Regions from separate parts of the Gossypium hirsutum genome. Here region 1 is linked to region 2. The links are chromatin contacts, called in public Hi-C maps. All regions are on one chromosome and are shown on one strand. The core of a region is the stretch at or near the end of the contact, and the rest is flanking DNA. Distances in the headings are between cores, read along the strand shown. Region 1 has its middle 9.2 kb from the start of LOC107945341. Region 2 holds the start of LOC107945331 (putative uncharacterized protein DDB_G0286901).

Region 1 (6,589 bases), core at 2,843-5,342, 920 kb before region 2:
GGGTCGGGTCGGGTCGGGTCGGGTCGGGTCGGGACTTAAGCTATTCATCATCAGTAGGTCGGTCCAACAATAATTTGACTAATCCCCCACCGCATCAATGGACTTTATTCTTTTACAAATATTTAAAAGTGGAACACAAACAAATTCCATAACAGGGGGGGGGGGGAGTGGGGGGGCAATCATATCTTTTTAGATTCATAGGTGATGGTACAAGAGAATGTCAAACACCTTTAGTTTTTTTTTTTATATTATTTTTTCAATTTAATTTCTATGATAATATATGGATCTATGGTTAAAAAACAAAATTCCAATATCTGTATGTGTATGGATTTAGGAGTGTAACATGCGGTTGTAAAATCAAGATAAATTAAATATGTGTGACTATTTTTTAATATTAGTGTAAAGTGTAGTAAAATAATAAAAATAAAAAATTGAGTTTTGTCAATATATTAAATATTAATTTCTATTTAAATTTTATATACAATATTTTTTTAAAAAAAATCACTGATATCCCTTTCTTTTAACCAAATTAAACAACGTTTTGGGTAAGACAAATTAATAAAATAAAATAGAGGATAATTAGAAACGGGCCAAGCGAATCAAAGCCAACCCAGCATATGCTGCAATCAACTGTGTGGGCCTCTTCTTTCGTTCCTCTTAAACTTTATAGTAACTCCAAGCATTTGAACTCCCTTAATAAATTTTCTTTTTACCCAATCCAACACCATACTATTCGATTCACATTTCAAAATTCATTGTATTTATTGAAAATTTTTAGACTCTACAAATAAAATTAGGGGTTGACAAGTGTCTTATATAATAATATATTAAAAAAATAAATATTTTAAAGCTGTTTGTGGAATAAAAAAAATACACTATCAATTTACTAAATACTAACCCATAATCTTTGTACATTTGGTATTTAATTTTACTCTTTTTTGTTAAGATACTTTTCAGATTTCAAAATTCATATCTAATTGTTAATATCACTAAAATTCTTCTATTAAATTCCTTGGTTTGACATTTGGATGTAAAGAAATACTCACTTTATAATCGTGTAACAAAGAAATTAATATTGTCATGCACCTAAATTTAACAAAAGAGTTTTAATGGTGTTATAATAACAAAAAGACTTGTATTTTTAAATCCAAAAAGTACAATGACTAAATTCTAAATGAAGGCTACAAGAACTTAGAGTATAATTTAACCAATATTAAATACTACTGTCAAGGATGGATCTAGGATTTTATTTCAAGGGGTCGAAACTTTTAAATCCGAACGACCTTTCTTTAACGTAAAAAAGTGTCAATTCTTCCCGGATTTTTTTTTATTATCAAACAAATCGATTTAATGTTTTTAAAAAGCATGAACGATTTAACTGTAGAAGAATTAAAAGAAAAAAAAATCACACTATATAAAATTAAATATTTCTTTACAATATGCAAAAAAGAATAACTAATACTATACTAAAAATTTCATAAATACCATTATAATTCCAAAAATTAAATTTAAAAAAAAACTTGGCCTTAGTCCTATTTCTCAACACTAGGCATCCTAAATTCCACCCTCCGCTTTTTCATAAAATCGAACTCATCAATGATAGAATCTGTTGAAAATTCTCAAGCTATCTTTTTTTCGATATATGCCACCAAGTAAGTCTTGGATAGATTTTTGAAGTCTCGAATCATGCTCTAAAAAAGAAGCATGAAACTCATTTATTTTGACTCTCGGCACCTTACGAGAACATTCAAGAACTTAAGAAGACCCGATATCTTGTTTAGGAGCTTTGGAAGACTCAATATCTTGTTCAAGATCTTGGGATTGAGAAGACCTGATATTTTGTTCAGAAGCTTGGGAAGACTTGATATCGAGTTCAGGAGCTTGGGATTGAGAAGACCTGATATCTCGTCCAGGAGTTTGGGAAGATCTGATATTTGATTTTTCTCCACTAATAACAGAAGGTTGAGGAACCGGTTGATCATTATTGCTTTCTGACATCCTTTTCTTGAAAAAAGATTTGATCTTTTTGTTGACCATAATTTAATCAAAAAACCTAAATACTGTAATATATTAAATAACAACATATTAGGAAAAAGAAAAAAATAATAAGTCAAATAAATAAAGAACATAATTTATGCAAAAATATTTACCGAGAGGTCTTTTACGTAATGAGCTGAGAGGAAGATTAATATACATGAGTATGGGCCAAAATCAATTAATTTTGGAATTTAGCCTTAAAGTCTATATTGAGCCTCTAAGTTCAGTTTTTCAAGGTCCATCATATATTAATATTTTATTATTATTAAAGTTATATAATTAAAAACTAGAAAATATTTTATTAATATAAAGTATGACCTTATGGCTTAAGGGGCGAATGTTATATAATATGGAGATTAAATTTAAAATATATGAAAATTTATATATAAAATTAAAAGGCGGTAGAAGTAAGGTCTGAAATGAAACAAGTGTTGGTTCATAGACATATACATCCTTTGAAGGGGAGAAAAAGAGGAATGGCTTTTGTGTCTCAAAAATGACATGCAAAAAAATCACTGTCGAAATTACAACAAGCCCATCATCATCCAGCATAATCCGACCAAGGTCCAAATTTAAATAGAAAAAGGGCAAAGGGTGTGATGATTTTGAAAGCTAACAATCAACCTGAGCATTGCGTTGTCCCACCAATGCATATGTTTTTGTGTCTTGGGGGTCCATTATATCATGTTTGGGCTCTTCAAATGGGGTGAAGTTGACATCAATACGCCACCATTAACATTTATTGGCTCACAGACACCTTGCAAGATATTTTTTTCCATCATTCGTTGGTATGTTATTTTTGCAATTTTGTTTGAATTAAATCATCTTTATTTTTAAGGATGTAACTTTTTTTAATAAAAAAAATTAAAACTCAAGGTATTTAAGAGGTTTTTTTGTATGTTAGTTATAAAATTTAAACCTTGAAGATATGATAGAATCAATTATGGAATAAAACTTTTTTAACAAAAACAAAATTATAGTCAAAATTCATATTCTACTCCTTAAAATATTTTATAAGATCACATTTTTGTAGTGATTCGAATCAAGCTCTCTCCCTCTCTTGTTTGGTAAAATTACAAGTAGGATGTGATTTCTTAATACTAATTTCAAACTTTAAAATTATTCTATTCAAAGATAATACATATTTAAACAAATTCGAACTATAATTTTTAAATTTTAATCACCACTACCTTAATAAAAGGTATTGAAAAACTTAATAAGCAAGAAAGAAAATGTTCATATATAATATAATTTTAGGGGTAAACTATACCAAATGTTGATATATCATATAATAAAAGGTAAATTATATCACTAAAAATTATGAGTTTTTTTGTCACATAATTTTAAAAAGTTACGATTTGGTCATTAAACTATTTAAAAGCTTTCAATTAAGTTATTGAGTTGTTAAAATTGATGCTATATGACTTTCTCTATTTGCATTGTCTGCACCAATCGAAAGCTTTCTTTCCTCTTCTCTTCTACAGTTCAATTTTTTTCATGAACCAACTTTGGACGTCATAAATTTGCGAATTAAAATTTAAACAACTTTTCTTTGATTTTTGACACTGACTATCAAATGGACTTAGGTTTAAGGTATGTTCTTCTATTCGTAGATGGGTATTGATTCACCTACTGGTCAACGAATCGTTGCTTAGAGCTCATTGACGCAACTTTAAAAAAAAAAGACTTAACAACCCAGTGACTTAAACAAAAACTTTTAAATGTTTCAGTGATTTAGATGAAAACTTTCAAATAGTTCAGTGACCAATTCTAACTTTTTAGTTAAGTGACTAACATGAAAATTTACCCATAATTTAGTAACTAACAATATAATTTAAAAAACTAATCATACCCTTTTTTTTTTCTTACATGAATATCAATGAAAATGGATTGTCACATCCAAGGTTGCACATCTTCCTCTTTATTCCTCTCTTAAATAGATTCAACAATATTTATTTGTCCTTAAAATTACCCACAAAGCTAAGGGTTGAAGGTGACAAGAGTTTTGATTTTGGCATCAATTAGACAAGGGGAAGATATTTTTTTGTTGGGCTGCTGTTAAATAGAGTTGAGGTGAGGAAACCATGAGAAGAGAAGGCCTCAAAATTAAGGCTTTGAGGCCCCGATTTACCACACAAAAGAAAAATGAATGGGTCGTTGGGGGATCTTTCATTTTCAATTGGTCAGCAAGAAACCCCTTTTAAGAGTGCAATGATAGAACCCTCTCAACAGTATGTTGGTTTGTAGGCATTCACTTGGGTCCCTTGTGACCTTTAGCCTAGGACCATGGTTTAGGGGACCATTGATTGGGAAAATTGAAGCCCAACTAAATTGTAGACCTTAAAATTAAAGCCATAAGAACATTAAAATCTTTCCAACCCAAATAATGGTGAACTATACTCAAATTTTCAGTACTTTTTAAAGACAAACCGTACGCTAAAGAGTACATTAATTGTTTAAGTAGACCAAGTGACCAACATTATAGGATTAGATTTGGGTCTTTGCTTGCTTGTTCACTTTTTCTTGGTTGGGGGTGCTATTGAGACTAGGGACAACCATGTGTGTGTATAAACAAGGAAATAAATGGTGTGGCCCTAACATCCATTTAGATGAAGATGAGGGTTTTGTGTCAAAACCACATTTTTAATGGCAAAAAGACTTCTTCAATTTGAAATTTCGATTGAATTTGGACAAAACCAATTTTCTTTCTTTTTAATGAAAAAAAATTAATAAAGTAGATTTCAATGATAAAAAAAAAAGAACTAATGGTTGCTAAAACCAAAATTAACCCGTAAAAATAGAATGAATTGGAGGCTAAATTTATGGTTTTCTTAAAACTATGCCAGGGAATTCTTGCGTGTCGCCTATAGTTTCTGCTTTGTGCTTTTTTTCCTGAGGTTCCTTGAGGAAGCTGTTGCCTCTTGCTTCAAGCATTTGCAAATTGCACACAAAATTTGAGCAAAAATAGTGTATTTTTTAAGCGTAATCTTTACATTAGTCACTAAATTATGGATTAATTTTTGTTTTGGTCACTTAATTAAAAAAGTTACAATTGATCATTAAACTATTCAAAAATTTTCATTCAAGTTATTGAACTATTAAAATCAATGTTATATGCCTTTCTCTGTGCGCATTACCTGCACTAATTGAAAGCTCTTTTTTTTCCTTCTCTTCTACAATTTTAATTTTTTTATGAAACAACTTTGGACGTCACGAATCTACGAATCAAAATTTAAACATATTTTTTTTTCTGATCTCTAACACTTACCGTTAGATTGGGTTAGATTTAAAGTATGTTCTTCTACTTCTTGATGGGTATTGATTTATTATACCAATCGTTGAATCGTCGTTTGGAGTTTGCTGGCAGAATTTTTTTTTTAAAAAGAACTTAACAACTTAGCGACTTAAATAAAAACTCTTGAATAGTTTAATGATAAAAAATAATAATTCCTAATAGTTTAACGATTAAATTATAATTTTTTAATTAAGTAATCAAAGTTAAAAGAGTAATGTTATAGTTTACTTTTTTTTTAATATTTAGTGTATAGTGAATTGAGCTTTGTGTCAACCAAGGAGTCTCTAATATTGACTGTGAGCTACCAAGCGATTGACTAGCAAAGCAATCAATCAAAACAAACCCCACAAACTCTTTTTTATTAATGTTATAAAGTTTAGCCAAATGTTGATCTCACATGAGGTTATGATTTTCCTTTCAGAAGCATGCGTTGCTTTTGCAAGTCTACTTGGCTTTCATTTGCTGTAAGATCCAAGATAACAAATTTATATATTAAAAGAAGGTAAAATAGTTTTTCTGAATTTTGAATTTTTTATTTATTTTATTTTTAAAATTATTTATTGATATGATATAATATGTCAATATAAAAGAATATGTAATTTATCAGACAGATTATCACATTAAAATTATTAAAAATTAATGTTTTAATCAACATTTTTGTTAAAAAATAATTTGAATATATATTTTTGAAATGTTAAAGGAAAATAAAAAATAAAAACGGAAAAGGGGTTTATTTTAATGGCAAGCAAGGCAGAAAATTAAGGTTGAGGGTGAAGAGAGTGATGACAGCTCAATGGGTTTTGAGAGCACTCAAAGGAACCGTACGGCATTTTAATGTTCCAATTGAGTAGTGAAACAATCATAGCACAAATTAGTTTGGCCCCACTTTTAAATGGTTTATCAAAAGCTTGTCACATTAGTCACCACACGAGCTCATCTGGTAATGTCAATTCATGCTGTTTTCTTCCCTTCTTTTTTGTAAGTTGGGAAAAGGGATAATGACATGCCCTTAACACACTTAATTTTATCAATAAAAAAACGACACATGCCATTTTTCCCACCACATCAGCCTTTTGTGCAACTTTTAGAACACTAAAAATTACTTTACTCAATATTTATTATTACTCTATTTCTATTAAAAGAAACCTCAAAAATATGAATACCATTTTCGTCAACTTCTTCATACCCAATTTTGATTTCATCCTAGCAAATTAAGAAAGATACCAATTTCTTTTCATCACCCAATATGTATTTTTA
Region 2 (6,811 bases), core at 2,175-4,674:
TTGTCAAGTCATATGATGTGACTGGAATCACATCAGTTATGCTATTAATTGATAGGTGCACTTGTCGTAGTCAAATTTTTAGTTAATTTTGTGGATAATCAAGTTTATTTTATTAACCAATCTATTTGAGAAAAAATTATAAGTTTACAAACGAATATACTAGACTCAGCGCACCGAATCCAACATAATTGATAATGTATAAATGAGATATGAATGCAATGGGAAGATGTCATGTATACCATGGAAATGAAAATTTAGATAGAAATGGCATGCAGAATTATATCTATTTGTGATATTAACTAAGATAAGGTAAAATCTTGAATGCATATTGATATGATGAGTCAAAAGATCTAAACCAAGTATAAAGTCCATATGAAAGCATTAAGTAATGACTTGACAGAAAGAAGTTCATCATACATATGTGTATATATGAATTTATAATGTTTTATATGCTTAATTACTAGGCTCTTTTGCGAACTTTGTATAAGTGGTGTTTAAGTCTCGAGGATTCGAGAAGGTCAATAGTATTCAGGACTCAATTCTCTGCTGAACAGAGCTTGTATAGCTTTTGTGAGCTTTGTAGCAAGTTGGCATGTACCTAATGTCATAAATTGGTTTTAGAGTAACTTTTGATGTTTTGGTACTTACTATGCTAGAGACTTGTGAGAGTGTGGCTATATATGTAGAAAAGCGTGGAAATATTTTATCCTATGTATGAGTTTGATGCTAGAGACTTACTATGCATGAGTTTGATGCCATGTTATGCCATAATTTACATTTTGCTTGCATTCTAATATGATAATTTATATTTGAGGTTGGTAATGTTGAGAGCATGATAGTAATCATGTATTTAAATGAGTTTAATTAGGCATGTATGAAGTTTATAACTTGTATGTGATGTCACATAAAGTTTAGAAATGAATTAGTATTGTTTTGAGTCAAACTAGGTGGGTTTTGGGGTCATTTTTGGGTCCTGTCATACTTGCTTCAGTGTAAGTGGTTAGATGTATTGCTACAAGTAAGTCAATAGCCAAAAATGAACAATACCAGCCAGATGTATCAACACAAGTACCTACTTGTACCAATACTACTAGGTCAGACAGGGATACTTCCCTTGTTTTGAGTTGTTTTGATCCTTAGAGACCCGAACTTGGTTCCAATATCCCTGAACACCTAGAACTCATTTTAAAATATTTCTAAATTGTTTTACATAACTTGAAAATTTTTTTATTCACATTGAGTTTATTTATATGAATTATGATATCTTGAAGTTTTAATTGAAATTAAACTAAAAGTTAATTCGAGCGACCGAGTCGGGTGTGAGGTGTCACATCTCCGCCTACAGATTTGAGTACTATGTTCTAGCATGCTCTCTCAACATCATGGTGAATACCTTACACTTGAGCGCATCTTATGCTCTCATGATGTCTATGTGGTTGTTGCAATAGGTTAAGTGGTCGTTAGAGTCTTTACTACCGTACATTTCCTAGGAAGCTTAAAATTAAGGAGCAATCTTTCTGCCAGTACCTTGGGTGCCAAAGGGTTATTCGCGTAAGGAGCCCATTTGAAATCATTGACCTTTTTCTTTTTGTAGGGAGCTGATCTATTTTCTCATAACACTTTTTCACAAGTGTATTTTGTTATTGACGGAGTGTCATCTCGGTTTGATGATCTCCTCATTCTGTTGCTTTACTTCCTTTGCTTGTGGAGTTACTATGTCATCCATTGGGGCAATAAAGGACGATTCCTCTTTTGTTTGGTGGTTGAGTCCCATCAGGCCATGTTTCTTTCTTTCTCTAGGTCTTCTCTTTAAGATGTCTCATTTTAGCTTGTTTGGATGAGTTCACGTTGTAGCTAAAAAATATTCCTAAGATTTTGGTGTTAGGTTTTACGTAATGGGATTTTTCATCATTGGAATGGGTAGGTTGTGGTGCCCGAAGTGTAGCTAATGTGTATGCGAATTTGTTGATGGTATCAAAAATAACCATCATAGTATGCGCCATTTTGAACCATATAATAAGTCGTTTTGGTCGTTGTAGAGGTTGCTTTGAGCGACATAATAGTAGCCATGTTGGTTGTTCTTATGCCTAAGCTAGTAGTTTCGACTTATTAGCCTTTGTTGGTAATTTTTTTGTCACATGGTGGTCTAAGTTATTTTGTTATTGTGTAGCTTGTTGCTAATCTGTTGCTCTCCCTTTACCTTTTGGGAGGGGAATTTTCCATTTGGTTGAGCCATGGTGGCAAATGGTGACTCATACCATAATTTAGGTGTTGAAAGTCGTAGATGGGAGCATTTGGAAATAATGAGTGATCAGCATGGGAACCTAAATGAAACTTTATTAACTATTGGCTTGTTGTATCCTTTTTTGGTCATTGTCTTTGTATTTAGGGGTCTTTTTATAGAAGGAAGGCATGATACGAGCATGATACGGGCTTTTTAGGGAATGATATTCTATCTTGTTTTTTTTATGAAAATACATGTTATTATAATTGTAAAATTGTACTTTGCCCCTTAATAATTGATGATTCATTTATTACCCCTAAAATAATTTTCTAACGTCATCCCTGCAAGACACGTTTAGATTGTGTTAAGGGACTTGATATTGGATCATGGAAGGTTTTATTACACTCGTGTTAAAGGTAAAGGGTGTGATGGATGCATTTAATGTGACATGATGGATGGTTAGGTGAGTTTTTTATGTGTGAGCTTTTGTTGACAAAAATCATTTCGACGGAAAGAGTTACATATAACTAATTTTATTTATTTTAATTAGATTTTTTGATTTTTATAAAATTTTAGCTATTTATATGCTTTAATAAAATATTTTTTAAAATTTTATTTAATATTTCAAAATGGATGGGTAAGGGTAGAGGTGTTCATGGGCCGGGCTGGGTTCGGGCTGGGCCCATAAAAATTTTTTGGCCCGAGTCCTAGGCCCAGGCCCGGCCCGAAATATGGGCCTGGAATTTTGTTCAGGCCCGGCCCGGGGGAAAATTCCTAAGCCCGGGCCCGGCCTGGCCCATTTTTTAAATAAAAACCAAAAAAAATTTTAGAAAATTAAAAAAAATATTTTAAAAATAAAAAAAGTATTTTAAAATATTTTTAAAAATAAAAAATATATATTTATTATATTCGAGGCGGGCCCAGGCCAAAAAAGTGGTGCCCGAGGCCCGGCCCGTTTCCTAAACGGGCCTCATTTTTTTGCCTAAGCCCATATTTTGGGCATATATTTTTACCTAAACCCTCCCATATTTTGAGCGGGCCGTCGGGCCGGGCCGGGCTGCCCGGCCCATGAACACCTCTAGGTAAGAGTGGAGAATTTTTTTCCTAGCTGGTATAATCAAAAGCGAGAAAAAATCGAAACAGAAGATATAAAATTGAATCGAGTGAGCACGAGGAAAAAAAACCGTGTTGCCCCGTCCGTCCATTGCCATGGCCCATCCCTAAGTATAGATAATGTCATGTAATTTCACGCGCCATCAAGAGAGTGAAGACAAAGAGTAAGAGTGAGATTGCAGGAGATTTCAGTTTTGCTGAGATCGATGGAATGTCTTTTTAAGGAGCACGCATGCAGGCTTGTACGAGTTTGAGACTCTGTTTTTCCATCTCCATTTCCAGATCCAATCTAATTTTCCATTCCTTTTAATCTTCCATTGAAGTCTTTTCTTTTTCTTTTTTCAGTTCGTCCAAATTCCTGGATATAGAACTATTCTCGGAATTTCACCTAAAAAGAAAAAGGTTTCCATTGTTAGTTTCTTCCTGATCATTTGGATTCCAGGCAAGTCTCTATCCAAGCTTTTACAATTTAAGTGTTAAAAAATGGGTTAACTTTAAAATTCAGGTGGTTTGATCTGTTTCAGATTTTTAATACAAATTTGATATTGCATTTTATTTTTCTTTTCCTTTTTGAGAATAACCGGAGGAAAAACATGATTGGGTTTCATTGTACTTTTTATCTCTTGTATAACTTATGAAAGCATGCGACTGTTCATGATAAACTACCATTTAAGCTTTAGTTCATGGGATGGGACGATCTGCATTGTCATTGCTTATATTGTCAATGTGTGCTCGAGTTTTCGCATTCTCTCTCTAATGTTAGGCTGTTGGTTCTTGTTGATATAGTGTATTACTATATATCTAATTACAAAATAAATATGCTGCTGGTTGTGTTTTGCCAGCAGGTTGAAGAAAGTTCGCCATGTTCAGGATTTCATCTCATAGGAATCAAAGATCCAAAGGTTTGAAGGTAAAGCATGCTTTACAAATATGTCTTCTGGTTGCTATTTGCATATGGTTGCTTTACCAAGTTAGGCACTCTAGTGAGAAGAAAGCGGAGTATCAGAAATCCGCGAATGAAGTCATTAAGTTGGGGAGAAAGGACCTTCCTCAAGCAAAGGAAACGATTATTAAGGATGTGCAGGACAAGGAGGAAGAAGAGGAAGAAAGCAAGCTTGGAGAAGATGATAACAAGCTTGATGAAACGGACAATGAAGAAAGAGGGAATGGGGATGATGATGCAATGCATGAGCATGACATTGCTATGCCAAGAAAGGAAACCGAGCGTGGAGAAGTTTCTATATATGGAGAGAAGGAAAATGAAGAAAGTCGGAACCATGAGAGTGAAGAGAAGGAAAATGGAGACCTGGAGAGTGGAGAGGAAGTGTTAGAAGAGAGTAAAGAGGACAGTGAAAACAAGGCGAGTGAAGTCAATGCGGAGCTCGAGGAGAAAGAAAACACCGAGGAGAGTCAAGAGAAGGAAAATAAGCATATTGGGGAAGAGAGTAATGCAACAGAAAGTGGCGAGAAAGAGAGTCAGAAAAGCGGAGATGAGGTAGAGAATTCTGATGATCGGGTCAATGATGGAGTAGACAGGAATAATGAAGAAGCAAGAGAAGAACATTACAAAGGGGGTGATGCTTCAAGTGAAGTAATCCATGATACCCAACATGTCGCGATGGAGAATGAGACAAGTGATTTGAAAAATTCCAATGAGTTGGAGGAACCGGAAAACAATGATAAAAATGAATTTGAGCAGGAGAAAGGATCGAATAGCAGTGAAGCAGCCAATGTCCATCATAACGAGTCAAATGAGCAGGAAAATGGGACAACTGAAAACTATCCTGAGAGTGGTTATGAGAGCACTGAGGCTTCCATGAGAGATACAAAATCAAATGAGCACCAGGATGGGGCAGATGCGACATCCAACACAACTCAGAATGAAAATGATCAACAATCGGACTCAGGTGGCAATGGCGAGCAGTCAGATTCAAATGCAATTGCTACTTTGACTGAAAACATGGATGGAGCTAGCGAAGGTTCTACAGCCTCTACCGGTAACTCTAAATCTGTTGAATCAAATGAACAGACTGAGAACTTCAATGCATGGAGAGGATCAGATAAGAATTCTGCCTCTTCATTTACAAGCCAAAATGACAGAGTTCAGAGGGAAGAATCCTACGATAATTCTGGAGTAGAGGGTACGCGAGGAAAACTTCTTTCCTTGAACACAATTGATAATTCGAATGCTGGTCAGAATGAAGAAGTTCATGCTTCTGATTCTTCAATTGCCGAAGGAGGGAAAACTTCCTCAAACACTAATGATAATGCCGGTCCAGGTCAGAAGGAGAATGAGAGTGGCGGCTATACCAACAATGATGCAAATGTAAATGAGAAAGACATCAGCACTGACAATCAGAGCAGCACTAATGCAAATGCAAATGCAAATGAAGAGGTTACTGAAAAGGACAGTAATAATTCAAATCTAGATGAAAATGCTGCTCAGAGCAACACCAACAACAACGAGAATGCAAGTCACAATGAGAATAATACTGCTCAGAGCTACAAGGACAACAAAAACGCAGGTCAGAATCAGAATAATGATTCCCAGAGCAACAACAATGACAAAGCCCATCAGAATGAGAACAATGGTGCTGTTCAGAGCAACATCAACAACAATGAGAATACAGGCAGCGTTACCGACAACGAAAATGCAGTTCGGAATGAGAATAACGCTTTCCAGAACTTGAACAACAATAACAATGAGAACGATGCTGCTCAGAGCATTACTGACAACAAAAATGCAAGTCAGAATGAGAATGATGCTTCTCAGAACTTAAAGAACAACAACAACAATGAGAGTGCAGACCGAAATAAGAAAAATGCTGCTGAGAGCATTACCGACAACGAAAATGCAGGTCAGAATGAGAATAATGCTTCCCAGAACTTAAACAACGACGGAAATGAGAATGCAAGACAGAATGAGAACAATGATCCTGTTCAGATCAACACCAACAACAATGAGAATGCAGGCCAAAATGAGAACAATGCTGCTGAGGGTGTTATTGACAATGACAATGGAGATCAAAATGGGAATAATGGTTCCCAGAAGAGCAAAAATGCAAGTCGGAATGAGGACAACAATGCTTTTCAGAGTGACACCAACAATGAGAATGCAGATAAGAATGAGAACAATGCTGCTCAGAGCATTAACGACAAAGAAAATGCAGGCCTGGATGAGAATAATGCTTCCGAGAACTTAAACAACAACCACAACAATGAGAAAGCAAGTCAGAATGAGAACAACATTGTTGTTCAGGACAACATGAACAACCAGGATTCCACAAGTCAGAATGATACTAATATGGCTCAGACCTACAATAATGAAAATGCAGGTCAGAATGAAAACAACAAAGTTGCTCAGAGCTACAGCAACAACAATGGGAATTCGGGCAAGAATAAGAACAATAATGCTTCACAGATATACAACGAAAACAATGGAACTGCAAAGTTTAGGACTTTGCCAGGTACCAG

Evidence for each region. Hi-C and Micro-C count contacts between places; a contact is called where the count stands out from the background.
Region 1: a Hi-C map of leaf shows a contact between it and region 2, with 4 times the contacts expected there. The contact joins the enhancer-like site here to the promoter of LOC107945331 in region 2. A contact is called at or near these places in 3 of 34 Hi-C or Micro-C datasets (callus and leaf).

What each region holds. Positions count from the first base shown.
Region 1 is chrD12:26,612,529-26,619,117 of Gossypium_hirsutum_v2.1, reverse strand. No RefSeq gene overlaps it. Among protein-coding and RNA genes, the nearest start is that of LOC107945341, 9.2 kb to the left of the region's middle. Within about 2 kb of position 4,092, at least 2 of the 9 cell types and tissues checked have an H3K27ac peak or open chromatin away from gene starts, as enhancers often do. A contact at or near this core is called in leaf, where this site is marked.
Region 2 is chrD12:25,696,582-25,703,392 of Gossypium_hirsutum_v2.1, reverse strand. It overlaps LOC107945331 (putative uncharacterized protein DDB_G0286901), which reads left to right and starts at 3,424. Exons shown (of 3, transcript XM_016879292.2): 1 at 3,424-3,579; 2 at 3,683-3,779; 3 at 4,183-6,811. The coding sequence starts at 4,200.